Linked DNA regions of Macaca mulatta: region 1 is linked to region 2. A link is a contact called in public Hi-C data. All regions are on one chromosome and are shown on one strand. The core of a region is the stretch at or near the end of the contact, and the rest is flanking DNA. Distances in the headings are between cores, read along the strand shown. Region 1 overlaps BCORL1 (BCL6 corepressor like 1). Region 2 overlaps UTP14A (UTP14A small subunit processome component).

Evidence for each region. Hi-C and Micro-C count contacts between places; a contact is called where the count stands out from the background.
Region 1: a Hi-C map of blood shows a contact between it and region 2, with 5 times the contacts expected there. The contact joins two enhancer-like sites. A contact is called at or near these places in 3 of 14 Hi-C or Micro-C datasets (blood, cortical neurons and liver).

The regions. Positions count from the first base shown.
Region 1 is chrX:136,474,004-136,480,448 of T2T-MMU8v2.0, forward strand. It overlaps BCORL1 (BCL6 corepressor like 1), which reads left to right. Exons shown (of 15, transcript XM_077989583.1): 6 at 828-993; 7 at 2,749-2,829; 8 at 4,836-5,225. Among named protein-coding and RNA genes, the nearest start is that of BCORL1, 44 kb to the left of the region's middle. Within about 2 kb of position 4,193, at least 13 of the 40 cell types and tissues checked have an H3K27ac peak or open chromatin away from gene starts, as enhancers often do. A contact at or near this core is called in blood, where this site is marked.
Region 2 is chrX:136,385,289-136,391,052 of T2T-MMU8v2.0, forward strand. UTP14A (UTP14A small subunit processome component) reads left to right here. Exons shown (of 15, transcript XM_015128180.3): 15 at 1-355. The coding sequence ends at 211. Among named protein-coding and RNA genes, the nearest start is that of UTP14A, 27 kb to the left of the region's middle. Within about 2 kb of position 2,118, at least 25 of the 40 cell types and tissues checked have an H3K27ac peak or open chromatin away from gene starts, as enhancers often do. A contact at or near this core is called in blood, where this site is marked.

The DNA of each region.
Region 1 (6,445 bases), core at 2,943-5,442, 91 kb after region 2:
CTAACTTGCAGGTTGGCCTGGTAAGTGGCAGTCCCTGAGCCAGTGGACACATGGGGTTGTGTGTTACCCTGGACAAGTCATTCAACCCTTTGTCTTAGAGCCTCCGTTTTCTTATCTGTTCAGTGGGGATAATATTAGCTTCTCCTCCCAGGGTTGTGGGGAGGATAAAATCCAATAATAGAGATGAGAGCATTTGGACAAGCTGAAAGTGCTGCAGAGTATAAAGTGGCATTATGAATAATGCCTGGGCCTTTTCACTGGGTTTTATAAATATGAGGATATTTGAATTGCTCCGGTGTCATGTTTTTCTTCTTGCCTTAGTTGAATCTATTTTCTGGTATTAATTTACACGTGAAAAGAGACAATTTTTCTTGAGTTGGCCTGTACTGAGAATTATTTTCAGTTGTTGGTGCAATACCATTCACAGTGAAGTTATTTGAACAATGTAGTCTCCCAACTTGCAGAAGAGGCATTTTGTTTAATGCCGGTCTCTCCATTGGTGTTTGGGTACAGAGAGTATGGGGCCTGACTTTGCACCTTTTAAAATGACTTTGGGTGTTTATTCACTGGCTTGTGAACGCAGACTCTGTAGACCTCTTTAAAGTGATGGGGTGTGGACGCCTACGGGGATTAGCTGGGGCCCTGGACTCAGTCCAAAAGAACCCCTGTCGCCCACTGTGGAAGGCAGCGCACGGCCCCTTGCCCCTGGTCCCCCACTCTGGGCAGCTCATGCCTCCAGGTCAGAAACAGGACACCCAGCTCAACCCTGGGAGAGCTTTCTTAAGAAGCGAAACTGATCTCAGACCTGACCCTCTACCTCTCCACAGTGCCGGAAGCTGCCCAGTGACCCCCAGGAATCCACCAAGAAAAGCCCCAGGGGGGCTTCAGATTCAGGAAAAGAGCACAATGGAGTCAGGGGAAAGCACAAGCACCGGAAGCCGACAAAGCCGGAGTCCCAGTCTCCAGGAAAACGAGCCGTCGGCCACGAGGAAGGTAGGCCCCGAGGCCCTGGCCCTCTGGGCTGGCCTGCAGAGGGATCCCCGGGGCACGGTGGTGAGGGCAGAGGGGCTCAGGCGCTGACTCCTTCACTCTGGAAAAGTGAGACTTCTTCAGTGTGGAAAGAAGATATGATTGACCCCTCTGAAGTCTAAGGTGAGCGAGCAAGGATCAGGGGCCCCTTCTGCTCCCCCTGGGCGCTAGAATAAGGCTGAAGGAAGTGGTTTTCAGACACAAACACCAGGCCCACAACACAGTAGCCGACCCATTTCCCCGTGATGGGTCTAGGCTCAAAGAAACAAGTTTAAGGAGAATTTAGACAAAAACCACAGAATGGGGGTTCATTATGCTGTCTTTGGGTATACTGGAAAACTGCCATTCTGAAAAGATAAAAATCAATAGTTAGCTAGTTAGCTAGGAGAGTTTAGAGAAATCTTAAACGTTTATTGTCACTTAGGGACACACAGAATGTTTGGGAGGAAGGGGCTGGTATGTGTCCCTAACCTGTCCGTTTTGCCACTAATAGTTTCTGGGCACCCTTATCAGGGAGAGAATCCCCAGCATTCCTGAGCATAGGAGTCCAGGTGCATGGTCTTGCCCATCTGACATGACTATGACCTGCCTCTTCTGGTCTATTTTTTTGGTTTTGTTTTGATTTTTTGTTTTGAGACAGAGTCTCGCTTTGTTTCCCAGGCTAGAGGGAGTTCAGTGGCACAATCTCGGCTCACTGCAGCCTCAACCTCCTGAGCTCAAGTGATCCTCCGACCTCAGCCTCCTGAGTAGCTGGGACCACAGGCATGTACTAGCTACTCACAAACATCTGGCTGATGTTTGTAGTTTTTGAAGAGATGGGGTTTCACCATGTTTCCCAGGCTGGTCTTGAACTCCTGGGCTCAAGCTATTTCCCTGCCTCAGCCTTCCAAAGTGTTGGGATCACAGGCGTCAGCAACCGCGTCCGGCCTGATCTGTTCTTAGCCGTTTTTCTCTGTTCACTGGCTCCTTGTTCCCATCTTCCCGCCTCACTCAATCCTCCAAGATTCACTGAGGTTGCCCTCCTCTGTGACCTGCTCCAGCTCAGGTAGAACTTTTTTTTGTTTTGTTTTGTTTTGTTTTGTTTTGTTTGAGATGGAGTCTCACTCTGTTACCCAGGCTGGAGTGCAGTGGCGAAATCTCAGCTCACTGCAAACTCTGCATCCCGGGTTCAAGTGATTCTCCTTCCTCAGCCTCCCGAGTATCTGGGACTACATGTAGGTGAGCACCACCATGCCCGGCGAATTTTTGTATTTTTAGTAGAGGCAGGGTTTCACCATGTTGGTCATGCTGGTCTCAATCTCCTGACCTCAGGTGATCCACCCATCTCGGCCTCCCAAAGTGCTGGGATTACAGGCATGAGCCACCATGCCCAGCAGAACTTTGTTGAGGTGCAGCAACCTCAGAGTCCTAAGGGCAGTGGGGCCTCCTACTTTCCTACTTTCTGGCACACCATCCAGTTGATACTGTGCACTGCCTTTTCTGATATCAGCAAAAGTGACCAAACTCCCAGTTTTTAAAAACCACCTGGAACCATGCATTGTCTACGAGAGACACATGGTCATGTAAGGGGACCAAATAAATGTAACCCAGAGTAACCACAGGGTAAACACAAACTCTTTCTCAGTCTCCCCGCCCTGAGCCTTATAGGTGGGCTTTCTGGTCTTTAGGCTTTGATTGTAACATTGCTGCCTTCTGTCCCCAAACCACACATCACTCCAGGTTCCTTGGAAAAGAAAGCAAAGAGCAGTTTCCGTGACTTTATTCCTGTGGTTCTGAGCACCCGCACGCGCAGTCAGTCTGGTGAGTGAGACTAAGGTGATGGCCCCTCTAGGCATCCTCTATGAAAAGAGAGATCTAAATCTGGTTGAGCAGTTTTACCATGGGCCCAGGTGTCGAGTTGGGAATTTGATTCGCTGTGCCACAATGCCCAGCTCCTTGCAGAGATAAGAGAGCCCTGGGTGGGGGCAGGGGACAAAGAGTCCTCAAATATTGCCCACTTTGAGGACTATTTGTTCAACTTTTCAGAGCAGGGATTTGGCATCTCTTGTTGGGAGCTGATGGTGGAAAGAGGTAAGGCCTGTGCCACTCAGGAAAGCCTGTTCAACTCCAAGCTTTGGCACCTTGTCATTACTGGGGCCAATCTCAGGCACAGACTTTTAACTTTTGACCTTGGTCTTATTGCCCTGTGTGACAGGCATCCTCAAAACTGGAAAAGTCATTGAATCGTCAGGGCTGGCAGAATCACATTTGGCTCCCTGAATTTGTATTGGTCAACCTCCAGGGACTAAAAGAAGCTAGCCCTTTCTAGCCACCACTACCTTCTGCTAGCCTCCACACTGGTATCCAGAGCTGGAGATGGTTGCCCCATTCACCCAATTTCCATGCAAATTGGATAGAATGGGGAAGCAAGGTATAGTGTAAACTCAGTTATCTGACATTCTATTAACTAGCACCTTAGCACATGGCAAGTGAGGTGGTAATTGGGGCTCATAATGATGGCCTGGAGGCCTTGCAAAATCCTGAAGTGTCCTCTGAATTATCAAAGAGCGACTACATTACAGCCAGTTCTATTTTAGTGTTAAACACATTGTACCGTATTTGATTCTTTGGAAATTGGTGATTCCTTTGTGATCTCTATGATGATTCTGTATTAACCAGAATATTAGATTAACCAGAGCACTTTGTTTTGCCTGGCCTATATAACGGAAAGTATGCTGTTATTTGCTGTCTTTTAGCAGTCTGACTAACTTGAAGCTTTGGTCAAGGGCTACTTACTCTATTTGCCTCGAACCATTTCTTTCTTCTGCTGACCTTGCTTGGGTCTGGGGACTGTTGAGTTAATAGCTGGGCCTTGGGAGAAAGATGGTGGTATCTCACAGCTGCTTCCGAGGAGGAAGGTGTCAAATCTCCTGTAGTGTGAAACCAGGCCAATTTAGGATGTACTTTTGTTGTTAGCAGAGTTGAAGGAAAGAGTGGACAGAGAAAATGTCCTCTTGGCAAGGTGGCTGAGGAAGGCAGGAAAGGTATCATCCATCCTGGGGTGGTGGGGGAGGAGGGGGAAGCGCTTGTCCAGCAGTGAGGAACAGCTACAACCCGGTGGAGGGAGGCGCCTGGGAGGAAGCTCCACCCCTGAACTCTTGGCAAGTCAGGAGGAGGTGGGGTCAATTTAAGGGAAGTGGGCGTGCCTGGGTGCATTTGGGCGTGACCCAACCAGACTCTCACAGATCACAGGAAAGGGACTCCTTCTTGCTTTGCTTTTCTTGAGACTTTTCTCTTGTGATGATTCTGCTTGGCCTGGGTGGCTCTGTCCCCAAGATTGGCGGTGCCACAAAAGGAGTATGTCCTCCCTTGCCCTGTCTGAGACCCCAATTGCCCTCTCCTAGCCCCTGATTTCCCAGGGACCTGTGGCCCTCTCCTGCCCTTCACAAAATACTTGGCACCTTATAAGAGCTAAGCAAGCGTTTTGGGTGTGAATTCAGGTAACACTGTAACGTGGATGAGTAAGGGTGTATGTTTTTAATACTTGATGTTGTCTGGTATATTGGACTCTGTAAAGCACATATGCGTGAAAGATCTTATTTGAGCCTCAAAACAGCCCTGTGAGGTCAGTAAGGGGAGAACAGTATCCCCATTTTATAGATGAGGAGACTGCACTGAAGGAACTTTCCCGAAGGGTACAGCTTATTACTGGCAGAGCCTGAACTTGAACCCAGACCTTCAAACTCCTAGTCCAGGGCATTCACTTCGACACCATGCTTTGTCCTTTGAAGAAGTACCTGACCATCCTCTGTACATCCCGTCCACAGGAAGCATCTGTAGCTCCTTTGCTGGCATGGCAGACAGTGACATGGGAAGCCAGGAAGTCTTCCCCACAGAAGAAGAAGAAGAGGTAACCCCCACCCCAGCTAAGCGTCGAAAGGTGAGAAAGACCCAACGGGACACCCAGTATCGCAGCCACCATGCCCAGGACAAGTCTCTGCTGAGCCAGGGTCGAAGGCACCTGTGGCGAGCCCGAGAAATGCCCTGGAGGACAGAGGCTGCCCGGCAAATGTGGGACACCAATGAGGAGGAGGAGGAAGAGGAGGAGGAGGGCCTGCTGAAGAGGAAGAAACGAAGACGGCAGAAGAGCCGAAAATATCAGACTGGGGAGTACCTGACGGAGCAAGAAGATGAGCAGCGGCGGAAAGGGAGAGCAGGTAAGGCTGGCCAGGGCTCTGCTGTCGCCGCAGCCTGTTTGGCTTCTGGGAACCCTCGGGCATCTCTACGCCAGCCAAAGGCTTCGGGACCCAGAGAAACCCGGTGCTATGATCTCCAGCTGCCAGAGGGGGTCACTCAACTCCAGCTCCCAGCCTTTGGCTTTGGGTTGACACTGAATGAGTTCGGATTGGCCTGCAGGTGAGCAGAGGACATGAAGGCCCAAGCCCTCCAGTTTCTTATAGAAGTCTGAACCTGTGGGCAAGGCCACGGTGACATCCTTGGCATGGGACAACTGGATACCAGGGAGTTCTCTGGTTGGCTTGAGGGAGTCGAGTCTTTTGGGAGGACGGGTTCTCTCTCCTAGAATCTTGGGTTCAAGAAGACAGAGGGCATCGGCTGCCTTTCCTGGGATACTTGCAGCCTCTAAGCTAAAAAGAAGTACAGTGGGTTCTTCAAACCAACAGAAGAACTTCAAGTAGAAACGGGCACAGCATTGCTTTATCCGTTAAAGCCACAGTGATTATTCAGAGACTGAGTGAAGCTTTGAGGTGACCCAAAGTGGCATCATTTTTGTTGGACCTGAGTTAAGAAGGCAGGCAGCCCAAAGAGAAAACCAGGCTTTCTCTGATCACATCAAATGCTGTGATATACCATCCTGGAGGCACAGACTGTCACAAGACGCTAGTATCAGTATGTTCCACTGAGTACTGTTCAGGCCCATTCCTATAGTGGATTTCTAAATAAGCAAAAAGCACATCTCTGGGTTTTATAAGAACACCTCTGTCTCTCACTCTCGTTCTCTGACCTCTACCCTGGAAGCAGCAATTGATTGCCTCCTATAATGTATTCATCCTGAGCTGCCAGTAAACATCCGCTGTCTCCTTTTTAGCTAAAACTGAATAACCTCATATTGAGTGGGTAGTAGATTCCAGGTTTGCTATAATGCAAAGACGGCTTAACCTCATTTCCGGCTCTGTTTAAGTGGAGATATATATGATACCCATCTCTACGTTCAAGAGAGTAATTGAGCTAATTTTCATCAACTATGTGACAGAGTGGGAACAATTTTCTCTTTCTTCTGCTAGAGCAATAATAGATTGATCAGGAATAAGTTGTCAAGCTGTTGGCCTCAGCCACTTGTGTTAGGATGAAGAGGAGCTTTTGTGTATCACCTAATCTTCTCTAATGGCACCTGGTTTCCTAGCATGGAAGCTTCCTG
Region 2 (5,764 bases), core at 868-3,367:
CATAGGATCCACATGGAACACCCAGAGGGCTTTCCAAAAGCTGACTACTCCCAAGGTCGTCACCAAGCCAGGCCATATCATTAACCCCATAAAAGCAGAGGATGTGGGCTACCGGTCTTCCTCAAGGTCGGACCTGTCTGTCATACAGAGGAATCCAAAACGAATCACCACACGTCACAAAAAACAGCTGAAGAAAAGCTCTGTAGATTGAGTTGCTGGAGGAGTGACAGCCAGGAGCCCTGACTTCACTTCCTTTGGTCCACTTTTACTCTGGTACAGGGTGGATTCCAAAACTGGCTCAGTACATTGCATGTAGTTGAGCCACATTTTAAAAATAAAGGCATTTTTTAATCTATTTACCCGGAGTATATGTTGCATTGTCCCCCAGTGGAATCATTTCATTCAAGTCAGACACCTTTGGATTCTCCAGCATTGCATTTCTCGAGTTGCACTTGTCAGGGACTTCCTTTTCTTACCAAGGATTATGTAGTTGGTCCTAAATCGAAGTGGAGAAAATTCACTGTAGTCTGTAATCAAATATATCACATCAGATATGATCCACCATTGATAACTGCCAACTGGAAGAGACAGGGTTAATAATGATAAAATATTGTATATTTTAACCTCTGAACCTAGAAAGAGGATGTACAAACTGCAATTGGATTCTGCCCTAGACTGATCCTAAGACCAGGACGGTGCCAAAGCTGGGTTCTGTCCCCACAAGTCTAGCCACAGCCATTTTTTTCACGTGTGTCAGCTTCCCGGCTTGTACAGGCTGCTGTCTACAATATCTCGCATATAACCTTCTACTTATTTTCTCATAAGAAGACCAGGAGGTTTTACCCTTATTTTGTAGATAAAGGTAGATGTGATTTCAGAAGTAAACCTCTACTGCCTTTCCTTCCTAACTCAGGGCCCACTCCTCACCATTGATTGAAAGTGTAGTTTATTCAAGCATTGCTTTGCTATGTGACAGTTCACATGGGCTTCTCAGCTCTGAGGAACTTGGCCTGCCTTTGGATGGCAAGAAATATATGGAAAGAGCCCCTGCAGCTCAATTTCCTAACAAGGAATTTGGGAAACCTAATTCCAAAATGATACCACTACTGCACCTTGCCTCCTGCCTTGGAGATTCAGTCCCATCCCCAGCATTCTTAGACCACAGTGGGTTCGTTTTTGTGTCACAGGTCCCTCTAAAAATATGCTGAACGTTATGAACTATCTCCAGAAAAATGTGCACACACACACACATTTGTATGGCATTTTACATAAAGTTTCAGGGGTTTTCAAGACATTTGGAATCCCTGGGCCAAAAGTTGTACCACTCCCAAATTTTCTTTTGCAATCCCCCCAACAGATACGGCCTTCTCTTCTGAGCACACCACTCTCCAAATCAGTTCCAAAATGTTTAGACCTCAATGGTAGCTAGTCCCAGTATCTTCACGGGAGAAAATTCTCAGAATAGAGCGATGTATCTAGTGTTACACATCAAACTGAAGTGAAAAGCCAAAGGATAAATTTCTATGAATTGCCCAGCGGTCCCCTGTGGCCCCCTACCATTGCTCATCCTCTGGAAAGGGAAGAGAAATGAGTATGTTGAGCAGTGTTCAGTGCCCAAAAGGCATGCTTAAGTTATCCATTGGCTTGAGATTATCCACGATCCACTCGCTGGTTGACACTTAAGTCAGTAGCCAGTGATAGGGGATGCGGGACCCCTGCCCACTCCTGCCTCCGTTTAAGAGACCACAACATTCTCTTGCACTCTTGAGCACAAAGCTGCTACCTCTGTCCCACCCACCCCCCAAATTGAAGCACCCAATCAAGTGTCCCCGGTAAACGGCCAATCCCCGTCTACTTTCCCGGGACCCTCTTCAGCTCCGTTTGCTCCCCACTACCCAGGAGTGATGCAAGCGACCCCATCCTTCAAAGGAGAGGGCAGGTGCCGGAACGTGCCATAAACGACGCCCATTCCCAGCCTTCCAAGCCCCCAAACGGATTCGATTGTTGTTTCGTGGGGCTTTTTTTTCTTTTCTTCCTCCGAACCTCCGAAGTGTTCTCCCTTCCCATTGGCCGAAGCTGCCCCTTGACGCCACCCTGGCCTTGCTCGCTGATTGGTCCATTCTGGATGTGCCCAAGCCTTTTTCCCAGGGTGTGGCGCCCCCCCGCCCCCAACAGGGTTCTGACCCCTGGCTCCTCCCTTCCCCCCAAGCCCCCCTCTCTGTTCCGAATGGTTCCGCCCTGGCTCGGCTCCCCCACGGCCCAGGCCGCTGCCCTTAGGGCCCCCGGACGGGGCGGGGCACACTGGGGACGGGCAGAGGGCGGTGGTGGCGCCTTCCTGCCGAGTCCGAGGCCGCCCCCGCCACCCTTCTCTAACCCTTGTAGGTCCCACTTTCCCCTGGGCAGTTCTCCTGCATCGGTAGCCCCGTCCCGTCTGTGCAGCCCCCACCGTGGTCTTTGGGTCATCCTGAACAGCGGCGTTAAATCCCTGCCCTCAGCGCTGCACACACGCCCATCCGCCTCCACCCTCGGGTCCCCGCACCACCCCCTTTCCCCGTGTCGGCTCCCCCTTCCCCTCCCGAGACCGCGGAAGCTCCGATCCCCTTCCCTCGCGGACTGTCCATCCCCAGGACCCCCGTCCCTGTGTGTGGCCAGTCCCAGCGGCCTCCCCTTCGCGGCCTCCCTTTGCCTTCGTGGCGAGCGTGGTGGAGCACTCCCGCCCCCCTTTTCTCCGTACCCCCGCGCTCCCTTCTTATGTTGTCCCTTCATGTCCCTCTCTAAGTCCCTCCCACACTATGCCCCCCCGCGGTACACACACACCCCTCCCCGCGAGGCGTCCCCCGGCGCCCCTCCCCTACCCCGCTCGTCTATGCCCCTCCCACCCACCCCGTCCTTTTGTCTCCTCTTTGGTCTCTAAGTCCCCCGCCCCTCCCTCGCTCCCGCCCTCACTCCCCCGAGCACGCTCTTATCTTCCCCAGGTCCCGGCGCCCCGCCCCGCGGCCGCGCCCCGCGGCCCCCTCCCTTCCGCGGCCCCGTCTCCGCCCTCCGCGCTCCGCCCTCCCCCCCGCGGCTCCTGCCCGCCAGCCCGGCCGGCCTCCGGTTCCCGGGTCGCTCCTCCTGCGGCCGCCGCCGCTCCCCGACCCACCCTTCCCGGGCCGGCGGCTCGCGTTCCCGCGCGGTCTCCGCACACACGCACCCCCGCCGCCCCGCTCCGCTCGCTCGCTCGCCCAGGCCTTGCAGCGGCCCGGCCCAGCGCAGCGCGCAGCCCGCAGCCCGCCCTCGGGGAGCCTCGGCGCCCCGTGGCCGCGGGCACCTAGCTGACGGGCGGGCAGGCAGCCCGGGAGCGCGAACCCGGGCCGTGCTGGGTCTCCCCCGCCCAGCCCGGCCCTCGGAAGCCTCGCGGGGCGCAGGCGCCCGTCGGAAATGTTTGGGGGACGGGCCGACCGCGGTTCCTCCCGCAGCCCAGGCAGGGCCGGCGCGTCCCAGGGAGTCGCCGCGACCTTACCTCCGGGGATGACTTGACCCGGAGCCTCCTCCCGGCTCCCGCCCCAAACCTGTGCCACCAACGCGCCACGCGCAGCTGAGACTCATGGCTTGCGGGAGGAGGGCGGGGGACTGTCCTGAAAATGCCCGAGCCTTGAGGGACCCTAAGCCAACCGTCAGACCCGGAGAGGCGAGGTCTAGTGACACGTCCCGGCCACCCAGGGAGAGAGGGCGAGCCCATGCCAAGCGCCACGGACCGCTGCCTCTCCACCCCGGGTTCTCCCCACTACGCATTGCAGAGCTCTTTGTATAGAGCCCGCCGGACCCAGAGTGAGGGACGTGGCTCAAGTAGACAGAACACCCAGCCACCCACCCACATGCCAGTAGACACTTTTATTTAAAAGTCTGGTCGCATCGGGCACGGTGGCTCACACCTGTAATCCCAATACTGGGAGGCCGAGGTGGGCGGATCACCTGAGGTCAGGAGTTCGAGACCACCCTGACCAACATGGCGAAACACCATCTCTACTAAAAACACAAAAATTTAGCCGGGCGTGGTGGTGGGCGCCTGTAGTCCCAGCTACTCCGGAGGCAGAGGCATGAGAATCGCTTGAACCCAGGAGGCGGAAGTTCCAGTGAGCCAAAATCACGCCACTGCACTCCAGCCTGGACAACACAGTGAGACTCTGTCTCAAAAAAAAAAAAAAAGAAAGGAATAAAAAGTCTGTTCCATGATGCCCAAGTTGACCGTGTTTTCTCGCCCCAACCTCTTCTCCAAGCCCTCACTTAGTCTTACCTACTTACCCACCAGACTGGAAGCTCTTTGAAGGGGGCCCTGTTTGTCGCAGTGGCTCACTCAATGGATCCCTTGTGATTGGCGGACAAGTGGATGTATTTGTTAACTGCTCGCCTTTGGGATCTGTGTCATTATTGTGTGACTTAAGGTTGTAAACTCGGGAGGGCCAGGACCGGGTGGGGATTACTAGCTCGTGCCAGGCACAGCATGATACCCAAAGGGATGGGCCATCAATGCTTTTTGAGACTGATGTAACTAATTATGCCGGAGGCAGATGCCTACCTCTTGGTCCCCAGAACTGCCAGTTCCAGGGCTAAGTCTGAGCGAGGAAGAAACTAACGAGCCGTCTTAGCTCATCCCCAATGGGAGGCCGACTCGCTGGGAACTAGACATAGCTGCAGTCACCACACGAACACACCGGGTAACGTGACTTTCTAGTGCTGGGAATAGTTTGCAGGGAGCCAGAAACTCGACTTTAACTCCAGTTTGCAACTGGAGCTGGGAGGCAGAAAGTAGCCAGGTTTTTCTCAGTGTGAAGCTAACTGTCCCATATAAGGATCAAACCTGTAGTTCTTCATCCATTTGCCCCAAGATCGACCTGAAGCCCAATCTGTCAGAAGAGGGAGGCTGCAAACAAACTGGACCAGAGGTCAACAGCAATTACCCCAGGGGTTGGGGGGCGAGTAGGCGGGGACGGGGTGGGGGGACAGTGGAAGCACTCCTTCCTCCCATTTACAGGTGCAAGATTCACCCTGTACTTTGCAGCAGCTCATTTGTAACCTGGTCACTTTAGAGTTGGTCCAGCTCCCTGCCCACCTCACACCTCCACCCCCAACCAGACGGGTCCTCTCTGTCCTTCCTCAGCCCTACACTGTCTTCGCCCAAGTCAGCCTGCTCTAAATGGACATGGTCAGTGATCCAAGCAGAAACTGAAACAGTAACAATCGGACAGTGTCAAGAGACTCCGGCAGAGATGCCTCGGAGCGCCCGGCCTCCTCCTCTGCCTTGGCACAGATGTTCTTATTGTCCTGGAAAGAAATACCAAATTCCCTCCCCAAGCATGAAGCGAGGATACTCTGGGACTTAGCCTCCAAGGACAGAGTCGCCAGCCCAGCCCAGTTCCCCTACCCCCTAATCAGACTGAGACGGTCACCATCCCTCTTCCCCATCCTAGCGGAGACATCTCCCCCTCACCAAGGAGATTATGGGGAGTGGGGCTGGAGCTGCATGAGAAGATTGCTAAACTGTTCTACAGGCCTCTTTAGGGACAGTTAGCACATCAAAATACATATTTGGAAAATGCTCACAATTAACACTGGGAGAAAAACAGTAAACACAGTGTCACTTTGCCAGGCTCAACAGTTTTGTTTTGTTTTGTTTAAATGCTAATGGCCTCAAATGGGGAGCAGCATCCATCAGTTAAATAAACAAGCCATTAGACTGAGACTAGAAGTGTCAACACATGACTAATCTACTAATTGGGAGAAG